2 separate regions of the Mus musculus genome follow, and region 2 is linked to region 1. A link is a contact called in public Hi-C data. All regions are on one chromosome and are shown on one strand. Each heading gives the region's core, a stretch centred on a gene start, on an enhancer-like site or on the middle of the called end of the contact. The rest is flanking DNA. Distances are from core to core; before and after follow the strand shown. Region 1 has its middle 25 kb from the start of Gm30608. Region 2 overlaps Tnfsf11 (tumor necrosis factor (ligand) superfamily, member 11).

The links. Hi-C and Micro-C count contacts between places; a contact is called where the count stands out from the background.
Region 2: a Hi-C map of cortical neurons shows a contact between it and region 1, with 2.5 times the contacts expected there. The contact joins two enhancer-like sites. A contact is called at or near these places in 4 of 484 Hi-C or Micro-C datasets (the AtT-20 cell line, cortical neurons, myocytes and 1 more), 2 of 115 datasets of contacts at active chromatin or transcription factors (both in embryonic stem cells) and 1 of 9 other capture datasets (embryonic stem cells).

Annotation. Positions count from the first base shown.
Region 1 is chr14:78,116,832-78,121,674 of GRCm38.p6, reverse strand. No RefSeq gene overlaps it. Among named protein-coding and RNA genes, the nearest start is that of Gm30608, 25 kb to the left of the region's middle. Within about 2 kb of position 2,069, at least 13 of the 459 cell types and tissues checked have an H3K27ac peak or open chromatin away from gene starts, as enhancers often do. A contact at or near this core is called in cortical neurons, where this site is marked.
Region 2 is chr14:78,274,079-78,278,921 of GRCm38.p6, reverse strand. It overlaps Tnfsf11 (tumor necrosis factor (ligand) superfamily, member 11), which reads left to right. Exons shown (of 5, transcript NM_011613.3): 5 at 1-1,476. The coding sequence ends at 346. Among named protein-coding and RNA genes, the nearest start is that of Tnfsf11, 32 kb to the left of the region's middle. Within about 2 kb of position 2,016, at least 17 of the 459 cell types and tissues checked have an H3K27ac peak or open chromatin away from gene starts, as enhancers often do. A contact at or near this core is called in cortical neurons, where this site is marked.

The DNA.
Region 1 (4,843 bases), core at 820-3,319:
CTCAGAGCTGGGCATATAGCACATGTCTGCAAATCCAGGCACTTGGGAGGGTGAGGCAGGAGGATTCTGAGTTCTAAAGCAGCCTGAGTTTGAACTACACAGATAGCAAGCTTAGTGAACTGCATCAGGAGGCCCCATAAAAACAAAACAAACAAACAACAAAAAAACCTCTTCAAAGACGAAAACAGGCTGTGCATCGCTAGGGAGTTCAGTTTTAAATGTATAATATAACCAACCACACAGCTAAAGATACACACTTAGAATAGCATAATAGCATTGTGGTGCCTGAGAGATGGTTCAGTTGCTAAAGTGCTTGCCACAAGAGCGTTAGGATCTCTGGTACCCAAGTCCAAAGCTGCGGGAGGAGTCGGTGCACATCTGGACTGGGGGTGTGGGAGAGTAGAGACCTTCATATCCCTGAGGCCGGCTGCCAGCTAGTTTAGCTTAACGGGTAATCTCTAACTTCAGTGAGGAATCCTGAATCACAAACTAGAGTGAGCTGCAGTGACTCAAGGGGCCAGGGTGGTTTAGTACCCAGGGGGGACCTCGCCTTCCTCAGAGCTGAATGGTGAGGGGGGGCAGGGGGGAGGGGTCATGGATAGGGGCAATGTGCAGGGAGTACTGATGGGAGGGGGGCTGCTATTGTGATGTAAAGTGAATGAATAAATAAGTAAATGGCAAAAACAAAGAAAGAAACAAACAACAGCAACAAAAAAATAAACCGAAGAGCAATAAAGACACCTAAAGTTGACCTCTGACCCCCACACACATGTGCAAGCACACCCCTGCACACTAGTGTGAACACACACGGCCATTGTAGAGGGATGTTTAGTGATGCAGGGTTCATTTCTGTTTGCAAAAATGAGCTCATGCCACAGAACATGCAATGTAATCTCAGCATTGTGAATCGTGCACATATGCACAGAAGACTGTAACCCAATGGGTCCTCACCTGCACTTTCTCATTTTCTGTAGTGAATCTGTATTGTTTATAGTTTGGGGAATGATTTGAAAGTCAAGGAAAACTCCATTAGAGCTTCATTTTTTAAGCCCCTGCCTTCTGCTCACTAGTTAGTAGTTAGAGGGCCACTCACAGGCTCTGTGAGGCCAACCTGTGTAGAAAACTAAGGTTCTACAGGGCTTGTCACAGATGCTGCAGCTAATAAGTAGTGGATACCCCAGGGCTCCTAACCTCTCCAACTGATTTTACAGCCTGAGGTTCAGTGGTTGAGAGCTAGGACTTCAAAGCCAGCCGCTGAGGTACTGGCTAGCCATGTGAGTACTTCTTCCTTTTAGTAGTTCAATTGCCTCTTATGTAAATTTGGATAATAGCAGTGTCAGCCGCGTAATGATGAGGATTAAATGAAGTAATTATGTAAGGTGCTTGAACAGCGGGAGGAGGCATGCTGCATTCAAAGGGCCAGTGTCAAAAAAAAAAAACAAAAAAAAAAAAAACAAAAAAAAAAGGCTGTCCTGGTTGATGCCAGGAGGTAGAAGGGAGCCGAATCCACCCAGATCTGTAGTCAGCTTGCTTTGGCCACTTAACTGAATGACCTTGAGCAAGTCCCTGAACCCGCGTCCTTATCTTTTGTGTCAAGTGTGCACTGCACAGTAATTTTCCAGATGACAATTGCTCTAATCTCTCTTATCAGTAGTCTGCCCTCCCCATCCCCCCCACAGTATGACTCAGTTGTTGGTTAGGAAGGGGCCTTATGCTCAGGAGGAACTGTGTGTCCTTGGGGCTGCATCAGCAAAAGGGCCCTTGTGGAGAGCCAGCTTCAGGGGGGACACATGACCTCTTTTCGTGGTCTTCAAAGGACTTGGGGGCGAGAGGTGTCTGTTGGGATTCTAGTGTGGGAGAAGCAGCTCTTGAGTTTAACACCTTTTTCCTGTCCTTACAACAGCAGATTCTGTAGCCCTGCCAGTACAAGAGCTCCCAAATGTTTGTTTCTTTTAATAGTATTAAAAAAAAAAAAAAACCCTCTAACAACAACATCCAACTGTCTGCCATTTACCTCGGGAGCCTGGAATGGCTGTAATTCACAGTGCAGCTGTGACTGCAAGGGTTTGTGGCTTCACAGCCTGGGAAAAGAAACTGCTTTAGCCATTAAGGTGTCTGCGTGTTTCCTGGGAGAGAACACTGGGAAAGAAGGCGATCAAGCCTGACTGGAGAAATTTTGCCTTTCAAATCAGAAGCCTCTAGTGCCCCCTCTTCCGCGCTGCTCCCTGTGTTCTCACGGACCGGCGGTGCCAAGATACATATTTGTTGTTCCCTGGACCACCCAGAAGGTGTAACTTGGAATGGCACCTTGTCCAGCTCTGGCCGCTGATGGTAGAGCTTTGGGGATGTGATCTGGTCCAAGACGCCTGGGATGATTCTGGAAGGGTTACCCAGCTCACACTAGGTTTATTGGGTCCGTGCAAGGAGCCTAACTCAGCGTTGGTCAGATGAACAGTTCTGGGTGTGCCGTGGTCTGTACCCATGCCACAAGCCTGGCCTGAAAATGAGTTAGTGCTGTCTTCCTGAAGAAGGTGGTCCTGGCTAAAAGTCTTACATAGATCTCACGTATGCAATATTTCTTCAAGGAGACTCAGTGGACTGAGGAGGCCAGGAGATTATCTGTGCCAGGAGAGGGCTCAGAAAGGAAAGACTGCTGAATTGAAGGTTAGTTCACCTGTACGCTGTGTCCCCAAGGAGGACAAATCATAGATGTTTGGGGTGGAGTTGGTCTATTAAGCCTGTGACCAAGACCAGCCCACTGTCTGCTTCCCTGCATCTTGCAAGCCAGGAATAGGTTTCTTTTTCTTTCTTTCTTTTTTTTTTTTTTACTGATTATGAGTACAAAACCAAGAGAACATTATTTTTGCTAGTGTAAAAATTATATGCAACTCAAATATTAATGTTGATGTGTGCTCTGTAGCTGATCTCATGTCACCACCAGAGTTGGAGAGTCGCTGCAGAATCTCTGTGTTTCTTCAGAGAAGAGCGTGGGTGACCCTTGTTCCAGCTCAGTGATTCCCAAACTTCTGCGCATTCCAAAAACACCTGCAGGGACTGTGAAACAGGATCACGGCTCCATCCTCAGCAGCAACATCAGCTGCTCTGAAAAAGCATCTGAAATTTCCCTTTCTAACGAATTTCCAAGTGATGCTGGTGACCTCAGGCCAGGGTCCCCACAAGGAGAACCAGGACCAAGAGAAACAGGACCTGGGTTGGGGTGGCCATTAAATAGAAAGGGAAATGTTCGGGGGAGGGGGTTCTGAGGAGAATGGACTCCTGAAGAAGGTCAAAGCCAGAGGGAAGTTGCAGATCCAGGAGCATTATGGGAAGGGCCCGCTTTGTTGACTGATACTCTATTGACAAAAGGCAAATTTCCTTCAAACTCACGACTCAACTTTTAAACACCTCAGTCTGTCTCAGACAGAGGAACTGGTTCTTTGTTTTGGCCATGTATCAATTCATGCTTACGCTTGCCAGAATTTGGTAGCTGTGGATTCGGTGGATTGAGATTTTTTTTCCCCTGAGGATTTGATAGCTGAGATAGATAACTAGAGCTTAGCCACTGGTCTCCTTAGTGGCTGTTTGTGTGGCTACATTTAGCCAATGTGTCAAGAGGGACCCTGGTGTAACTGGGTTTGTCTTTGCCTGTGTACCTCTCTGTGGTCTTTCCAGCAAGGGACCTACACTTGCCCCGTGGTAGCTTAGGGCTCCCAGAAGTACAAGAGCAGAAGCTGCGTGTCTTTTCAAGGATGGGCTACAGTGGTATGGTCCCCCACATACAATCCCAGGGAGACTGCATTTAGCAAGTCAGACAACAGTGGTGGGGGACCCAACACTGCGACAAAGAAAGCCCCTTAGCAACCACCAGGGAAACAGATCAGATTAGCATTTGTCTAGAAAAAACATTTTCCCTCAAAAAGGAAAAGAGGGTATTCCCCTGTAGAAGAGAGAACAGGGGTAAAACTAAAATTGCTGATCTTCTTGGGGTGTCTTCCAAGAACGTGAAGTACCGGAAGCATTTATGGAGTATTAACAGATGTGTTTCTATTTTATTCTTTAATTGTGCCCACACAAGTTATAATTGTGTATACTTTCTAACTTGACCAAATCTGCCAAGTTACTGACAATTACCTCAATTGCCTATTCATGAAACGCTCACCAAAGAGGTGAAATGAGATTGCCTGGAGGCTAAGCAATCAGCTGACTGCCTTGCTATTACCTTCTCACTTTAGCCCAGGCACATGGCTGGGTCCCCTTACAGTGCTGTGCAGCAGACTGCTTAGAAAACCCTGTATTTGGGGAGATGGCAAAAAAAAAAAAAAAATCCAAGACCATCATCTGTCTCCTAAATGACCTTTCATCCTGCCCCTCCCCCAACACCCATGTTTGTAATTACAAAGAGTTTTCAACATACAGTGTATTGCACCTTGAATTTTCATTTAACACTCTTACCATACAACAGGCACAACTTTACATTGTTCTTTCTAATGACCTCCTGGTATTTTATTGCCTTATTTAGCTAATCTTCAATTACAAGACAATTAAAAGCACACGTTCGATCAAAAACTTGTCCATGAATAGCCACAGCACTATTATTCATAGCAGCCCCAAAGGCGAGCAGTACTAATGACTAGCAGCTGAAGAGTAGGTAATTCAGTGTGTATGAAGCAATCTCCTTGGTGATAAAAAGAAGTGAAGTACTGCAGTATACTATGATACTATGTGGATGGATCTAGGAAACACTACTAAGTGGAAGAAGATAGATACAAAAGGCCGAATATTTTTTGTTCCCATAGCTACAAAATGGCAAGCCACCTGAATAGAGAGTGGGCTTATAGTCCTT
Region 2 (4,843 bases), core at 767-3,266, 160 kb before region 1:
CGGAAAACTAAGGGTTAACCAAGATGGCTTCTATTACCTGTACGCCAACATTTGCTTTCGGCATCATGAAACATCGGGAAGCGTACCTACAGACTATCTTCAGCTGATGGTGTATGTCGTTAAAACCAGCATCAAAATCCCAAGTTCTCATAACCTGATGAAAGGAGGGAGCACGAAAAACTGGTCGGGCAATTCTGAATTCCACTTTTATTCCATAAATGTTGGGGGATTTTTCAAGCTCCGAGCTGGTGAAGAAATTAGCATTCAGGTGTCCAACCCTTCCCTGCTGGATCCGGATCAAGATGCGACGTACTTTGGGGCTTTCAAAGTTCAGGACATAGACTGAGACTCATTTCGTGGAACATTAGCATGGATGTCCTAGATGTTTGGAAACTTCTTAAAAAATGGATGATGTCTATACATGTGTAAGACTACTAAGAGACATGGCCCACGGTGTATGAAACTCACAGCCCTCTCTCTTGAGCCTGTACAGGTTGTGTATATGTAAAGTCCATAGGTGATGTTAGATTCATGGTGATTACACAACGGTTTTACAATTTTGTAATGATTTCCTAGAATTGAACCAGATTGGGAGAGGTATTCCGATGCTTATGAAAAACTTACACGTGAGCTATGGAAGGGGGTCACAGTCTCTGGGTCTAACCCCTGGACATGTGCCACTGAGAACCTTGAAATTAAGAGGATGCCATGTCATTGCAAAGAAATGATAGTGTGAAGGGTTAAGTTCTTTTGAATTGTTACATTGCGCTGGGACCTGCAAATAAGTTCTTTTTTTCTAATGAGGAGAGAAAAATATATGTATTTTTATATAATGTCTAAAGTTATATTTCAGGTGTAATGTTTTCTGTGCAAAGTTTTGTAAATTATATTTGTGCTATAGTATTTGATTCAAAATATTTAAAAATGTCTCACTGTTGACATATTTAATGTTTTAAATGTACAGATGTATTTAACTGGTGCACTTTGTAATTCCCCTGAAGGTACTCGTAGCTAAGGGGGCAGAATACTGTTTCTGGTGACCACATGTAGTTTATTTCTTTATTCTTTTTAACTTAATAGAGTCTTCAGACTTGTCAAAACTATGCAAGCAAAATAAATAAATAAAAATAAAATGAATACCTTGAATAATAAGTAGGATGTTGGTCACCAGGTGCCTTTCAAATTTAGAAGCTAATTGACTTTAGGAGCTGACATAGCCAAAAAGGATACATAATAGGCTACTGAAATCTGTCAGGAGTATTTATGCAATTATTGAACAGGTGTCTTTTTTTACAAGAGCTACAAATTGTAAATTTTGTTTCTTTTTTTTCCCATAGAAAATGTACTATAGTTTATCAGCCAAAAAACAATCCACTTTTTAATTTAGTGAAAGTTATTTTATTATACTGTACAATAAAAGCATTGTCTCTGAATGTTAATTTTTTGGTACAAAAAATAAATTTGTACGAAAACCTGCCTGGTGCTTTTTGTTCTTGTTCGCTTTCGTGTGGGTCTTGCTCTGCGATCCTGTTCTTTCCAATATGATAATGTGGCTTCTATCTTTCTCCAAAGGTTACTGGGAGAAGTGCAGATTTAATTAAAAACTAGGAACAGATTCAATTAAATTAATGAACCTTGGAATTTGAAAAATAATTTGCAGGGGATTTGTATGCAAGGATGTAGCCAGAGAGAAAACAGACTTTTCACTCAAAAAAGGAAAAGTTTTCTCTCCTCAAATCATGAGAAAAATATGGTGCTTTGAGCTGGGGGGAAATTGGGGCTTGCTTTCCCTTACCGTAGTAAAGGGGGGCTCACTTTGGCCTGGACATGTTTCCTCTTGGAAATCAGTGTGGATGAGCTGTCTAAACCACGTCGATTACTCATGAAGGGCAGAGACCAGAAAACAGTCAGCTTGGGAAGGCACAGCAAGCCATTCTCTGAGATACTCGTCACTGGAAGATAAATGTTTTAGGATGATAACAACAGCCTAGAATAGAGGGAGGGATAGCAGATGTTACAGAGAAGAAACCGTAAATTTTAAACAGCGGAGCTATCACGGTGGGACTCGATGGTGTTGGCCACATACACGGACTATTTTACATCTGTCAGTAAATCTGAGTCTGAACAGTGCAAAACGTGACTTGGGCACTGTGTATCCCGACAGCTGCTGCTTGTTTCAAGGAAGAATTTCGAGGAGCAGCCGAGTTTCTGCAGCTTCCGCAGACATAGAATTTTGTTGCGGCCTCATGAGCTACCCAGCTTAGAGCCTGCTCCAGCAGTTTCGGCTCGCTCATTTCATATTACTTTGTGCAGCGTCAGTGATGTGCTAGTTACAGTCCCAGGCACCATGGCTACGAAGGCAGGTCTCCCAGCCCCAGGCTCCTGTTCTAGCGCTGGTTCTGCTTATGTTAGATGTGGCAAGGAGCATGCGCTGCTTGATCCAAATCTTGGGAATCTCAGAGTCTAAAATGAAACCGCAGGAAATGGAAAGAAAGTACAATGTGGGCACAGAATATTCACTATTAATTTTTACTGAGGGGTAGCATGTTAGTTATTTTTGAACTGCTGTGATTAAAAATCTAAAGTGAACACCTTAGGGGAAGAGAGGTTTATTCAGGCTCAAGATTTTAGAGGTTTCGATCCTCCATGTTGGGGAGATGGCGGTGACAGCGGGGCGGTCAAGGAGCAGAAAGCATGCCCATACTGCAAGTGGCTCTGTCCCTCGGTCCTCTCAGGAAACGTCCATGCTGACATGCTGTGCCTTCCTGATCAGTCCAGACTAGCAGACCCTCAACATCGGCTATCCATCAAGAATAACCAACTTGCACTCTCCCAAAGATGCAGGGGCAAAGTGTCAGGATCGCCTGCGGTGATTCGTGGGGGCTGTCCAACATGTGAAAGCAACATGGCTTCACATGATGCCAAGAAGAACCTCCTTGGCAGCCCTGGGGGATTCAGCCACAGTGTGATGTGGAGGATAATGAACGCTACGCTATGGCACCTCAGGTCGGTTGGGGGAGGGGAGACAATGACTTAGTGACTTATTTAGAAATCAACCAGTGTTTTAAAGTGGGTAACGGCAGGGATGGGATATAGTGAGAGGCAAGAAGCCACCTCGCTTCCGGTCATGCCTCAGTTTGCCAGGCTCGGAGCAGCATCTTCTAAGTGGGTTTAAAATGCAGGCGGGAACACACAGCACGTCCCTGCTTCCTTCTCTTCCTTCTGCTTTGCTTTCCTGTGCATCTCTTTCTTGTGTCTGCCCCCTACGACTGAACCCTCCCATCCTCCGCCTGCCCAGACTCCCGTGTCTCCCATCGTCCTACTTTGCTTTCTGTTGCTATGACGGAAGCCGCAACAAAAGCAGCTAGGGAGGAAAGGGTTTATATGGCCTACATGTTTCAATTGCAGTCCATCGGAGAGGGAAGTCGGGGCAGGAGCAGAGGCAGAATCTGGAGGCAGACACTGAGGCAGAGTCCACAGTGGAGCACTGCTTACTGGCTAGCCTGTTTTCTGATACCACCCTGGACCTCCATCCCAGGGGTGGCACCACCCACAGTGACCTGGACCTTCCTGCACTAATCATTAATCAAGAGAATGTCCCACAGACCTACCCAGAGGATGATCCGATGGAGGTAACCCTCCAGTGGACGTTCCCTCTTCCCACATATGTCTAAGTCTGTGTCAGGTTGATACAATCTGGTCAGCATACTCATGGTCCTTAGGCTGTTGGGTCTCCTTGAGATGAACGTATGTCCCTAGAGTATGTCCCTGCCCCGTCACAGCTGACTCGGTGGGAGGCATGACAAAACAGTGTAGGAAACCTGTGTCTAGTGGAAGTAATGGATCTGAGCTGCTGGCTCCTTTTACCTGCAGCATGTCAGCCCTCTTAACCTGCCAAGTCTGGGGAAGGAGAGCATGCCAAGTCCCAGGTTATCTGTCTTCCTGAATCAATTTTTACAACCACACCAGGCCCATGCATCCAAAAACTGACATGAAGCGATTCTTACTTTAGTGTGTTAGCTTTCTCCAAACTGTCTCGCTTTTTGCCATTCATTTGAAAAGGAAAAAAAAAATTGCAATGGTATTTTGTCTACAGCTATAAAACAAGCATCCTTTTTTACTAATAACGCACTTATGGGAATTCTTTTGTTCTTTTTTAACTTTAAAGATTTACTGTGTGTGAGAGGGAATGAGAGAGAGAGAGAGAGAGAGAGAGAGAGAGAGAGAGAGAGAGAGAAGACGAATGCTCTGGAACCAAAGGGGGCCTTCTGATCCCCTGGAACTAGAGTCACAGGCCATTGTGAGCATCTTTACATGGGTGCTGGGAAGTAAATTCAGATCTCTGCTAAGTCACCTCTCCAGCCCTGTTTTTATTTTGGTAACTTGAAATTCTATTCGGGGCTCGGTACTACGGCATCTTAAACAACATTCCAGTTCTTTTGTTTTAATTAGAGATGGCCTGAGCCAGGAGCGTTGGCATCTGAGCACAGATGATGGGCATCCCAGATCAAGCAAAGAGCACAAATGGCTTCTCTTCCAGCTTTACTCAGACCGTCAGTGTATCAGATGCTGCCCGCCCACACTGGGGAAGACAGTCGTGACTCAGCTGATCAATTCCAGAAATACCCTCACAGACACACCCAGAAATAGTGTTTTCCTGTCTGTCTGGGAGTCCTATAGTTGTTCAGTGGATCTGCCTCATAAAACTAACTATCATGCGACATTAAGGACTCCGAGTCACCTGTAACATAACTTAGAAGAAGTTTGCTATTTTAGAAACCCAAACGCGCTTGGACAATGGCAATTTTACTTCTCAACTTGATGGGGGTTACCATGGAAACAA